Linked DNA regions of Capra hircus: region 1 is linked to region 2. A link is a contact called in public Hi-C data. All regions are on one chromosome and are shown on one strand. The core of a region is the stretch at or near the end of the contact, and the rest is flanking DNA. Distances in the headings are between cores, read along the strand shown. Region 1 overlaps LOC102190263 (microtubule-associated serine/threonine-protein kinase 4). Region 2 has its middle 12 kb from the start of CD180.

The links. A called contact is a pair of places that touch in the nucleus more often than the background predicts.
Region 1: a contact with region 2 is called in a Hi-C map of liver, with 2.1 times the contacts expected there. The contact joins two enhancer-like sites. A contact is called at or near these places in 3 of 5 Hi-C or Micro-C datasets (blood and liver).

The regions. Positions count from the first base shown.
Region 1 is chr20:12,437,881-12,444,977 of ARS1.2, reverse strand. The region is part of intron 24 of LOC102190263 (microtubule-associated serine/threonine-protein kinase 4); the gene reads left to right. Among named protein-coding and RNA genes, the nearest start is that of CD180, 40 kb to the right of the region's middle. Within about 2 kb of position 3,932, at least 3 of the 5 cell types and tissues checked have an H3K27ac peak or open chromatin away from gene starts, as enhancers often do.
Region 2 is chr20:12,385,622-12,392,518 of ARS1.2, reverse strand. No RefSeq gene overlaps it. Among named protein-coding and RNA genes, the nearest start is that of CD180, 12 kb to the left of the region's middle. Within about 2 kb of position 3,743, at least 1 of the 5 cell types and tissues checked has an H3K27ac peak or open chromatin away from gene starts, as enhancers often do.

The DNA of each region.
Region 1 (7,097 bases), core at 2,683-5,182, 52 kb before region 2:
ATCCATTCAGACTGTTTCTAGAGTACTTGCTAGGCAGGTACCATGGGAGATACTGGTGACATGTCTAGACACGGTAGACATTGAAAATTATGTACAGTTCTTACCTTGAGGACTGTGAGAGACACAAGAGATGCATGCAGGCAGATGAAGTTCAGCCTGATTAGCTGGAGCCACAGCAAGAGGAGGAATGCCATGCTTCCACAGAGAATATTCTGTGAATAGGGAGAGTCATCCGCAAGCAGTGACACTGAACTGAAACCTGAAAGAAACTTGGGAATTTGGAATTAGTGCAGGTGGGTGGGTGTACAAAGCCTTTGATAAGTAAGTAAGCCTTTGATAAATGACTTTTATCCTTCTTTTTATCATCTCCCAGCCAACACAAGTGTATTCTTCAAAAGATTCAGGGTCTGGCCCACATTCCGAGAGGAGTAATAGTATGTACATTCAAAGGTCCATTGTGAAGTAGCAGATTGTAGGGAAGTTATTGCCATTGATCAGTCCACAGCATTAATGAAATTTTGGTCTTGACTTCAGGCCCCATGGGAGTAAGTAGGTGACTGTCTTTGCTATCCTCCATACCTACGGGTGGTTCCCTTAACTCTAGTCAGCTTTCTCACAAAGGCATAGTATTGCTCACTGGAGGAAGAGGATGAATCTTGAGAGGACATTGCAGGGCCGTAGGCAGTATGGGAAGCCAGCCGGGGCCGTGCTGAAAACGTGGCAGGCCTGACGGCAGCCCTGCAGGAGAGACATGGAGCTACTAGTAAAGCTCCACACGTCATCCCCGCATTTGCACAGTGCCGGGTTTGCAGCTGGGTACTCAGAAAATGTTTGTGGAATTGAGGTGACTAGTAGGGTTCTCCCTCGCGTGCTGTCCAGAAGTCACCGCGGGAGGAGCCTAGCACCATACAGCTGCTTGTGTTAATGTCTTCATGTACATGCTGCTCAGTTTGGGAGTAAAACCTTGAGATGGCTGGAGCCTCTACACTTTGCAATATGCCTACCGAGTAGTGCACACGTGCTTAGTTGCTCATCATGTCCAACTCTGCAACCCTTTGGACTGTAGCCCACCAGGTTCCTCCATCCATGGGGCTTTTCAGGCAAGAATTCTGGAGCAGGTTGTCATTTCAAAACAGGTAGCATTTCTGGCACCTACGTGGGTAAGGCTTGAGTTTTTTTCTTTTCATTCACCATCGGTTTCTGATAATATTACTTGTCTAACTGCCATGAAATAACTGTCTCCTAGTAAGTGCCCCCAAAATGGGAGGCAGAGCAGGATTGTGGACTTTCAGAGTTCTTGGCTGTGAGAGTCCCCTGAAATGACGTCAGACTTCCCAAGACAAAATTCAAGAAGCCTGACCAGCCTGTTCTCTCGTAGTGCCTGACCCAGTGGTCCAGGGATACGCCATTGCTGGCTCACATCGACCCTTTGTGAGGGAGGGCCCAGGCTCTATCTGCCACAGCCCGTTTGTCTTTCCAGTGGTGTAGGGACTACGAAGGTGGGCAGAGAGGTACTTCTCTCTCCCAAGTACTCCTTGAGCTTTTCTAGGACCTCCCTTTTGTTTAGATAATAAAGCTATGTTTTATATGTGATTTCTTTTCATTGTCAACTCACAGGACTAGAAGTTTTGGCATTAGCGTTCAAAGATGGTCAGATGGATTTTAAATGGTAATCGGTTTGACCTCTTCCGTTCTTTGTAGCAGTATTACACTACATGCATCTTAGGTCCTGGCACAGTATATCTTTATATTATTTCTTGCATTTGCTCATAAAATCAGAAGAAGAAATAGCAAGCTGAAATATACATATCTTTAGGAAATATGCCTTCTGTTTATTTTGCTGAGACATATTTGATCTCTTTCATAATTTATTTTATAAAACACTTTCGTGTGATTCTGGATTTTAAAACATCTCTTCCTACTTCTGTGAAATTTGAACGTATGTTTCTCCTGAACGCCTCTGGCAAGGTCTTTGAAAAGGGTCAGTCAGTTCCATTTATAACATTTTGTCCTCATCTGGTTACGGAGTGCCTGCATTCCTGGATCTGGTTGACCTATGTCCCTGAAATGCCACGAACATGCTGTAATGGAGAGCTTTGGCATCCTCCTGGGCCACGGCGTGCTGTCTCACATCTAAGCAGAGGATCCTGCTTCTGGCTCATAAAGGAAGCTCTCAAAAGAGCAACCCCTGTAAGGAAACAGAGTGGATACAGGGGATTTAATTACCTTCCCAAGGAACTGTGTTATCATGCATCTTTCTCCTAAATGTGAATAGTGATTCTGGGACAAAGGATCGAGTGACTAGTACTAGTCCTGGATTCCCATGTGCCATCAGTGGCAGACCATCAGGGTAGTAGCTGTATTTTCGTTTTCTCACGTGCTGTTTACCCGAAGCTTTATACTTGCAAACTACTTCACAAAATCTCATGGCATCCTCAGAAAAAGGTAGACGAGCCGTCACATAGGGCTGTATATATTTTTAGAAATCCATGTGTGATACTGGGCTTCCCTGATGCCTCAGATGATAAAGAATCCAGCCTACAGTGCTGGAGGCCCCAGTTTGATCCCCGGGTGGCAAAGATCCCCCGGAGAAGGGAAGGGCATCCCACCCCAGTATTCTTGCCTGGAGAATTCCATGGACAGAGGAGCCTGGCGGGCTACAGTCCGTGGGATCACAGAGAGACGCAACTAAGCGACTAACACTGTGTACAATACTTATGTATCTTTTGGATTGTGAACATATTTAGCATATCCTCTGTGTCATGGCTTCACTTTTGGCCTCACCCACCCTCACAGCTTCAAAGTGAGCCTGCTGTGAAAGCACTCACTCACATGCACGAGAAGCAAAGTCATAGTTATTCGGTTCAGTTCCCCAGCAGCTCTGCGCTTTCTCAGTGTTGCCTCAAACCTCTCTAGCCACAGGGAGTTAATCACCTCCATCCAGATTACAAGTAGCTTGCTAAAAGAACTTTCCCACAGCACCGAAATCGCTCTCTCCCCACTATGGTGGAATGTGGAGGCCACGTGGACCCAGTCATACCCCCTGTTCACATGATTACCTGCCTAGTGTAGCCTCTCAAATGCAGGAAACCCCCTATTCAGCCAGGTTGCTTTCTTAGGACAGCATTAATTTAAATGCCCAGTCATAACAGAACCTAAAATAATGCCAGCCACTGCCTCAGTATTTCCTTTCCCTAAACTCTGGGAACCTCTGGATACTAAAATGGGGGCTAAAAGAGCACCATTATTACCAATTTTACATATTAACTGGGTCCCCAGAGTGTGCAGAGTTGTGTGAGGTACCAAAGGGTCACACAGCACATGGCGCATATGAATAGTAGGTAGTCAAGAGCACTTTACATGAATAAATTCAGGTCATCCTCATAGCCTGTGCACAGGTGCTATACATAGAAATGTCCCCATTTTACAGATGAAGAAATTAAAGCAAGGAGAAGCTAGCGAAGCAGCCAAGGTTCTGTGCTCGGAAAGAGCAGAAGAGGATTTGCATACCAGCAGGGCAGCCCCAGAGCCTGAGCTTTCAACTAGCGTACCACCGCGCTCCGGACGGGAGGTCTGATTGCCAGAAGCTTAGAGCCCAGTGTTCGCAGGAGAAACAGTGGCAGCGCTAGGCTGCAGTCAGGCTGCCAAGCCAAAGAACAGTCTGTAAATAGGGCCCAAGTGCGGAAGGAGAGAGAGCTTTCCACCACAGTGGACAGGCGGAGAGTTGGGGGTTTTCTGTGCAGGGCTGTGAAGGGTGGGTGGATGTTTGTGTAAGGGAAGGAGTGCGGGACGGTCTAGGCACAATAAAATGACACTTTAAACCGCAAAAACAGGAAACTCGAAGTGCTTGAGGTGCATGAGTAAACCAGTGTGGCTGGAGCCTGAGTTCATGGCGTCTGGGATGCATTGCGCAAGGTGACCAGGGCTGGATGGTGGAGAGTATGGATGGGGCTAGGACACCGGCGTGGGAAGAATGCATTCCCCATGGGTATTTTGCAGAGGAAGAACTGTGAAAGCAGTGTAGCTCAGGGAGATACCCAAGGCCACATGATGAACTAATGTGGAGTCAGATTGAGAGAAGAGGCTGGGCAGCCTGACTTCTGCTTTTGTATTCAGTTCAGCCAGCTTAAAATAACTTCCTCCCCACCATGCACCAATCACACAAGCAGTTTAAAGTAATGCGTAACTTAATAGAACATTTGACAGTCTTCTGGCCCCATTTTGTTGTTGTTATTTTTTGAAATAGTGCCACAGAATCTCTCTAATAAGAGATTGTTCCTTCTTCAGAAGAATTTGCTGAGGTCAAAGGACCCAGTAAAACAAATTGCCAGTTCTGGCAGCACTTGCTATAGCTGATGGGTCCACCAGGTGGCAGGCTTCACAATTCTCACCTATTCCCCATAAAATTATTTTTCAGTCATTTGCTTACCATTTTTGTCATCATTAACTTTCTCAACCAAATGTTTGCACTCTGCATTTTTTTCTGTCTGTATTTCCTCTTAGGAAAGTTATCCCCTTGTGTATTTCCATAAGTCAAGTGAACTGTCCTCTGAAACAGCCCTATGTAGAAACAAACTAAAAACTAAGTTTGTCTTTTTCGAGTTTTTCTTTAAATTTTTAAAAATTTTATTTATATTTTAATTGGTGGAAAATTGCTTTACAATTTTGTATTGGTTTCTGCCATACAACAAAGTGAATAATTATATATGTAATCTTTCCCTCCTGAGCCTCCCTCCCCTCCTCCCCACCTCACCCCTTTAGGTCATCACAGAGTGCCAGGCTGGGCTTCCTATGTTCTTTAGCAACTTCCCCCCAAGTGTTTTACACATGATAGTCTATATATGTCAGTACTGCTTGTGGAAAGGGACATTTGTAGAAACCTTAATGATACACTCTGATTCAACACACTCCAGCCGTAACTTTTCTAATGAAAAATGTTAAGCATTTTATTATATTTATCTCATACAGTGTATATGATATTTTTCTATTTTTAAAACTGGACTGTAATAGGAGGGATAGCAGTGGTTCAGGCTTAGACTGCTCGTGGGCTCCAGCAGCCCCAGTGATCACTGTGGCTCCGTGTCCTCTCTGATATGATATAGTAAAGGATGGGAAGAATCCCGATGACGGACGAACTCCCATCACGTTTGTTGCCTCTTTCCTTCCCCTAAGCCATTTAGGAAAAACCAAAACTTGAGTCTGGCCTCAGTCAAATGGTAAAGAACAAACCCCAGTCCAAACAAATTTTGGTAGCCCTTTCATACTTAAAAGTGGAGTTTTCAGTTTAAAGAATAAATTGAATGCCAGTCTCTACTACCAGATAAAGGTTTGCTTTGAAAGTTTTGGCATCTGCTTATAAATATAAGACAAGTAATTTATTTTTTCAGAATGAAAAACGTTTTTTTCCCTTGTTCAGATTCAAATCCCATTTCCCTAAAATATTTTTTTTTATGGTTATGGCACTAAGTACGGGATTATATGATCTTAAATATATAAAGAACTCAAAAATCATTAATTTTCAGTTGATTATTGATTTTTAGATACAAAATTGGATGTAAGACATGAATAAATCATGATCTAAAGAAATAAAAACAATGAAAAATAAATGAGACGAAATCCAGCTTTGTTAATACCCAAAAAACAAAAATTAAAACTTGATGTAACTTTTTCCTATAAAATTGGTAATTTATTTAATACTAGTATTCAGGTCTGACAGGCGTGTGCTAAGATGGGTACTCGTGTGCTGCTGTTAAGAGTTTAAACTGACATGAACTTTCTGGAAATTAGTGCATCAATGTGGAGAAGGAAATGGCAACCCACTCCAGTGTTCTTGCCTGGAGAATCCCAGGGACAGGGTAGCCTGGTGGGCTGCCGTCTATGGGGTCGCACAGAGTTGGACACTACTGAAGCGACTCAGCAGCAGCAGTAGTACATCAATGTGTATCAACAGTCTTTAAAAAGTTCAACTAGACCCTCCAATTCAGTGTATTGAGACTAGATAGATAATCTAAGGAAAATGTCAGAGGTTAGGACACTATAGATAAAGATACTTATTTCAACTTTTACAAGAATTGGAAAATAGAAAACAAGAGCTATAAGGAAGTAGTTAAATTGTGATTTACCTATCTCATGGAACGTTTTTAAACAGCCAGTAAAAATTATGTGAAGGAATATTCAGTGATAAAAGTGCAAGTTTTTCAAAGTTATGAAATGTGAAGTGAAAAAAAAACTATTAGATTAAGATTAAAATTACTTATAAAGTATGTCTACATATATATATATATATGTATGCATAATTTTTACATGCTTAATAGAAGACCAGCAGGAAATATACAGAAATATTCCCAGCATTAGCTGAGTGGTAGGCTTCTCAATGATTTTTTAAAATATATATACATTATTGTTTTCTTCTAATACTGGCATGTATTACTTTCCAAGTTGGGTGGAGAAATGGATGCTGGTATTTAAACAATCTGTTTTTTCAGTCCCCTGCCTGACCATACTCAACTCCCCATCTCTTAACATCACTTAGATCTGAGTTGCTAGGCATCTTCCAGGCATAGGCTTTTTAAAAGGCCCTTCTATGTATACTTCTTGTCTTTTTAAGGTAATCAGGACCATCTGTGACTTTGAAAGGATATGATTCTCCCTTGGTTATTAAGAAATTCAAGAAGAGATCATTGAGAGTGAAGTGAAGGGGGAGGGTTCTGCCCACCTGTCCAGGGCACCCCCTCACCCTGGCCCCTGACTCTGCTCTCAAATCCTCCCCTAGGGCCTGTCCAGCAAGCCCCGGTCCCAGGTTCAAGTCGAGGGGCACAAGAACCCCCAGGAATGACCTTACTGCTCCCGACCTGACAAAGCAGAGGCCGCTTTACACCTGCTGGCATACACTTTCCAGCTCTGCTGGGCTGACAGGTTCTGGTGCTAGAAAAAAAAACTAAAAATAATTAAAGATAAAAGTCTCATTCAGTTGTGCTGCTTTATGATTTCTAGGTCAAAGGAAAAGCACAAAAAGGAGAGAGAAGAAAAATAAATCAACCAAGAGCACAGCGTCTCTGGGCATGTTTACACTTAATACATATGCATGAGTGTAACTG
Region 2 (6,897 bases), core at 2,494-4,993:
ACAGAGAGCTTCTAATGTGGCAACCTCTGGGCACGCTTTTTAAACACATTTCTAGAAATAGCTTGACTCCCACACACCAGCTTATGTCTGTTTTAAAGCGAAGCAATTCTCTCAATAAGCTGCTGAGTGTAGCACAGCTGAAGCCAAACTCTTCTCCCTCCTCTTCCCCCATAGAGGTGTCATTTGCCCCAAGTAGACTCCTGAAATCCCAATGCCCCAGAATGGCAGTAACAAAACCTACTCCAAATACTTCTCTTAGCTCCATATAGTTGGAACATACTGAAGGCTTTGCGGTTTGGAGGGAAGATTTGCTAGTCTGGGTGTAATTGACATTTGAGAGTTTTTAATTTCAAAATCATAAAAATATTGGGTCTATAAATGTTTACCAAGTTACTATTGTTTCTGACTTAAACACCAAATCAAACCAACCCTAACGGCAGGAATGTACCTGTTCAGATGGAGATAGCTGGAGAAGTGGTCCAAACCTTATCATCTCACTGGCCTCCTTGCTCAGGAAAAATCCTCTTCTTTCTTCTTTGCTCTCTTACAGGCTGCATGTCTTTTCTTGATGGTCTTGCATTTCACTTCTGTTGCATTTCCTTTCTGACAGTCTTTTTCCTGTCAGGTCTCTGTCTTTTGCTGGCATTTGGTTCTTGCTTCAGTTGTGTCTCTGTGTAAGGTTTTCCCCCTCTGATTTTCATATTTTATTTTTGAGCCTCACCTTTAGCAATGGCTGGTCATAATCCTACCATGTCCTTTGTCCCTCACTTGTCAAACCTTGTTTTCTGTAGGATTATTGTATTTCTTGGTCTCTGTAAGGGCCCAAGCAACATGCATTTGTCCCTTCCCCTTAGAACTTTGTTTTGTGGGTATGGAAATGGCAACCCACTCCAGTGTTCTTGCCTGGAGAATCCCAGAGACTGGGGAGCCTGGTGGGCTGCCATCTGTGGGGTCACACAGAGTTGGACATGACTGAAGTGACTTAGCAGCAGCAACCAATAGTATAATTGTCACCTGCTTATTTAAATTCTATGCGGAGTACATCATGGGAAACGCTGGGCGGGAGGAAGCACAAGCTGGAATCAAGATTGCCGGGAGAAATATCAATAACCTCAGATATGCAGATGGCACCACCCTTATGTCAGAAAGTGAAGAGGAACTAAAAAGCCTCTTGATGAAAGTGAAAGAGGAGAGCGAAAAAGTTGGCCTAAAGCTCAACATTCAGAAAACGAAGATCATGGCATCTGGTCCCATCACTTCATGGCAAATACATGGGGAAACAGTATCAGACTTTATTTTTGGGGGCTCCAAAATCACTGCAGATGGTGATTGCGGCCATACAATTAAAAGACGCTTACTCCTTGGAAGGAAAGTTATGACCAAACTAGATAGCATATTCAAAAGCAGAGACATTACTTTGCCAACAAAGGTCCATCTAGCAAGGTTATGGTTTTTCCTGTGGTCATGTATGGATGTGAGAGTTGGACTGAAGAAAGCTGAGTGCCGAAGAATTGATGCTTTTGAACTGTGGTATTGGAGAAGACTCTTGAGAGTCCTTCGGACTGCAAGGAGATCCAACCGGTCCATCCTAAATGAGACCAGTCCTAGGTGTTCATTAGAAGGACTGATGCTGAGGCTGAAACTCCAATACTTTGGCCACCTCATGCAAAGAGCTGACTCATTGGAAAAGACCCTGATGCTGGGAGGGATTGGGGGCAGCAGGAAAAGGGGACGACAGAGGATGAGATGGCTGGATGGCATCACCGACTCGATGGATGTGAGTTTGAATGAACTCCGGGAGTTGGTGATGAACAGGGAGGCCTGGCGTGCTGCGATTCATGGGGTTGCAAAGAGTCGGACCCAACTGAGTGACTGAACTGAGCTGAACCAATAGTAGGTGGTTCACTTCTAAGAGGATACCAATCTAGCTTTTGGGCATTTTTTTTGAATGAGATGCAAATATGTGAATTCCCTGGGGGAAGACAACAGGGAGCCAAGAACTGGGGTATCTTGAGATTTTCAACAAGGGAGAGAAAATCCATTTTGTATTGCTGGAAATATTACGATAAGTCTCACCATAAATTAGTGTGAAGTTAAGAGCAAAATCTCTACATGGAGAGTCAATCAATACTGGCTAAGTATGGGAAAATTTTAAGATTATAGCTTCAATTCTAGCAGAATCTTCGTCTTTAGAACACAATCTGTTCCTGTTGTACTCTGTTAGTACCAAACAAAAAAAAGGAGAAGAATAAAGGGGAAATTCTAAAACTTCCTTTCTACTTTCTAGATACGGTTGAATTCACTTTAAGCAAATCAAGCATAAAAATTTAAATTTTATGTAGGACTGATAAAAAAACAACCATTTTTTTATCACAGAAGTCAGTTTGTGACTGCTCTGCATTGTAGAATTCCTGCAACCAAATCTTATGCAGTCTATGATCAGATTTTTCAAAATGTAATTACACATATATCTGCTATGAAAAATGAGGCTGATCTATAGCTTTTAAATACATGCACTATTCAGGAATCAATGAGAAACTAAACAAATGACAAAAAAGTTTGCTTTATATAAGTCAATAAGGTCCTAATCACAGTTGAAATTGAGCTACCTGAAGCTGTGTGTATGAGGTTTTTTTGGGGAAAAAATTGCACAGCCTTGGTGGGACAATGCAGTTTCGGAGTGTCTGGAGAAGTTGCCTGTGATATCAGAATTCTGTTCTCATATGGGAAATGAGAGACCACCACCAAAATCAAGACCACGGACAGGTTATAAAGCATCTGCTGGCTCTGGAGTCTCAGGCTCTGTTTTCCTGTAGGGAAGGGGATGGGAAGCTAGATACCTGGGGGGTTAGATGCTTCCTTGTCAGGAGGGGGCCCATTTCCAATCCAGAATTCTACCAGGAAAAGAGCCTGACCATGGCTCATCATTCTAGAATGGATGTAAATACCTTTTGTTGAGTGGTCCCTTTTTTCTTTATAATTTCATCTGAAAATTTGGATCTCAAAAGTTGTTTTTTGTCTTTGTTTTAAAATTACAGCCTAGAATTTCAACTTACCATCTTCATAAGAAATTGAGAAAAAAGTTCTTTTTTTTTTTTACTTAGAGAAAATAATAATAATATTTAGCACATAGTGCTTACTGTTTATTGCCAGATACTCTTCTATGTAAGTTGGAGACTTTAACTCACTTAATCTGTATGACTATACTCTGTCACCTCTGGGTAAAGAAACCCAAGGAAGCTAAATAATTTGCTCAAGGTCATTTGGTTCTGTGGCTAAGGTAGGGCTTGAACCTAGGGAGTGTGACACCAGGTAAAACAGGACAGTGGCAGGGAAAGCTGAAGATGTAAAAAGCATAAGAGCCACTTGTTTACCTTAAAGCTTTGAAGAATACTTGGCAGCCTTTACCCTCCTCCTCCCCGCCCCAAACCTCACTCTGAACCTGCTCCTTAGGACAGAGTGTGTACTGAGCCCAGAGCCCCTAGAGCAGAGATGGATCCAGGAAATGGATCCAGGAAATGGATCCAGGGTGGATTTAGAAATGAGGGATTGTGTGCGGAGGAAGCTCTGAGCGTGATTTGAGAAACTACCCAGGCATCCTATGTCCCTAGGACGTGGCTCCACTCTCCCTTTGGGATAGAAACAAAAAATGCTTCCAGCTAGAATCCAGCTAGTAGTTAACTGCTACTGGTGGTAACTTTGCAAATGTTAACCCTGCCACCTAGTGACCACTTTCTGAATGTCACATGGAGATGGCCCCGTAGAACATCCTGTGTGCACCTCAGCTTGGCGACCACCCTTCCTGCAGCTGAGACTATCTCCTGCTTAGAGACCCTGGCTGGCACTGAACTGCTGACATGTCATTACTGTTTTAGGGCTGCTGCAGTCATACCTGCAGAATAAGAGCTGAGCTGTCATTTCCTGCTCTGTTTCCTCACAATGATAAGGTGCTCTCGAATGTCTCAAGAACGTCCTCCGTGCCCAGTACTGTGATGGGAGGAGGTGACCTCTGTCCCTACAAAGGTCCCAGTCCCCACTACCCCTTGTGCTTGGTTCTATCACAGCTCTTGAATCTTCTGTTTACTCCTGTGCTCCTCTCCTCCATTATGAAATCTGTGAGGCCGGGAACAATGTCTGGCTTATATTTTATCCCCACAGCCTGGTTTGGTGTCTGCCTGATGAATGCCAGTTGAGTGAGTGGATGGAAGGTACAGCTATAAGTTAGGGCTTCCATGGTGGCTCAGACGGTAAAGAATCTGCCTGCAATGCAGGAGACCTGGGTTTGATTCCTAGGTCAGTAGGATCCCCTGGAGAAGGGAAAGGCAACCCTCTCCAGTATTCTTGCCTGGAGAATCCCATGGACAGAGGAGTCTGGCGGGCTGCAGACCATGGAGTCGCAAAGAGTCAGACACGACTGAGCGACTAACACTCACACATAGCTGTGAGTTAATAGCCCTTTCCACACCCTTCCCACATTTTTCCAGGTGAGGTATCTTCCCCTTTCCACTCTCAGTATGAACTATGTCATTTTTTTTCTTAAGCTCTCAGACTCCCCCTTACTCCCTTATATACTCCACACATACTTAGCACTTGAGCTTGTCTTGAATTTTGGAATTATAAAGGTGAAGTTAGGAACTTTCTAACTTACACCCACTAACCCTCCAGACTTACTTTCATACATATCTGATCCTCCTTGGACCCAATGCCACTCCTTCCAGATGTGCACTGAGTCCCACACCACTCATAGGAATCGGCTGGGAAGCTTTAATGGTGACTGATGCCTAGGTTTAAACTCAGAAGATCTGATGTCTTTGGTTTTGAATGGAAGCTGGGAATCAGGATTTTTAAAGTGCCCCCAGGGACACCTAAGCTATAGCCAGGCTTGAGACCTGACTGCAGCATGTTCCCCCTTTCAGCCTTCTCAGGCTTCATTCAAAGGTAACCTCACCCTCACATTCCATTTGTTTTCATTCTTTTGGATTATTTCCAACTCATACACAATGCCCCAAACTCTTCTATCTGAAAATGAGTGAAAAATCCTCCCTGGATCCTCTATCCATAACAACTATCTGCTCTGTTTATGTACGTTCCAAGTCAAGCAAAATTCAAGAACAAGGTGCCCACACAGGCTGTCTCTGCTTTCTCATCAACTATTCAGTCTTAAATCTGCTCCAGACTGGGTTCTGCTCCAGAACTGGTCACCCTGTTGTTTAAAAACATTCACATCTCTTGGCCTCAAAGACCCCAGGTTCTCCTGTTGTTTCCTCCCTGCCTCCCCCTGCCAGGGTGTCTTTCTCCCTGATCTCTCAGTGTTGAGAGTTCCTCAGGACATGGTATTTGGCCATCTTTCCTTTTCACTCTACTTCTGATGCTTTCCAGGCTCTGGGACCTTGGGGCTGATAACACCTGCTCAGACCATTCCATCAGTCTCCTACCAGCACATCCAAATCCCTGTTTGGTCTTCCTCTCCATTAGGTGTGTGATAGATATTTCTGAGCTCATGTTCCAAACTGAATCTTGATGTCCCCCTACCCTTAGGTGATTCTCTTACACTGCTTCTAGTTGTGTTAGTTTCCTGTGACTTCTGTAATGAATTACTACAAACGGATTAGCTTAGAACAGCACATACTTAAACTCTCACAATGGGAAGGCCGGAAATCTAAAATTAGTTCCTCTGGGCTGAATCAAGGTGTCAGCAGGTCTATACTTTCTCTGGAGGCTTCAGAGATGAATCTGTTTCTTGATTCTTCCAGTTTCTGATGACTGCCAGCATTTCTTGGCGTGTCAATGAGGTTTTCTAGAGAAACAGGCTTCCCTTGTGGCTCAGCTGGTAAAGAATCTGCCTGCAATGTGGGAGACCGGGGTTCGATCCCTGGGTTGGGAAGATCCCCTGGAGGAGGGAAAAGCTACCCCCTCCAGTATTCTGGCCTGGGGAATTCCATGGACTGTATAGTCCATGGGGTCACAAAGAGCTGGACATGACTGAGTGACTTTCACAACCTCACAACTTCTCGAGAAACAATAGTGTGTGTGTGTGTTTATGTGTGTGTGCATGTAGTTCTTTATAAGGAAGTGGCTCATGTTGCAGTAGAGGCTGAGAAGTTCTGCAGCCATCAGGCTAGAGGCTCAGGGGGGTCCGTGCTATAAATTCCAGTCTAGGAGCAGGAGAAGATGACTGCTGTGGTTCCAACAGGTAGGCAGGAGACGTTTCCTCTCTCTCAGACTTTTTGTTCTATTCAGGTCTCCAATTTATTGGGTGAGGAATATCCACATTAGGGAGGAGAGTCTGCTTTACTGAGTCCACTGATTCAAACAAATCTCATCAGGAAACACCCTCACAGACACACCCAGAATGATATTCAACCAAATGTCTGGACATCCTGTGGCCCAGTCAAACTGACACATGAAATTACCACACTTGGCTTGTGGCCACATCATTTCAGCTTTCAAGGTCAGCATCTTCAAATCCCTTTGTCCCGTCTTCATACTGCCTTCAAGTGTGTCCATGTATTTTAATCTCCCTTTGCTTCCCTCTTGTAAGGATACACGTGATTGCATTTAAGGCCCATCCAAATAATCCAGAATAATCTCCTGTCTTCAAGATCCTTAAAATATTCATACCCGTAAATGCCTTTTCCAGATAAGGTAGCATTTATGGGTTCCAGAGTTTAAAAGATGGATATCTTTGGAGGGTCCATTATTAAGTCTCCTACACTAACTCATGCAAAGGGCACCTTACTCCAGAAATTAAACCCAAAATTCAGGACTCACCTTTGTCAATAAAACTCTCCCCAACCCCATTTAATCCTATGGACAACACCTATATTTTCCATCTTCTAAATAATCTTGAATCAGTTCAGCTCTTTCCACTTCTTTTACCAACCTAAGCCCAAATAG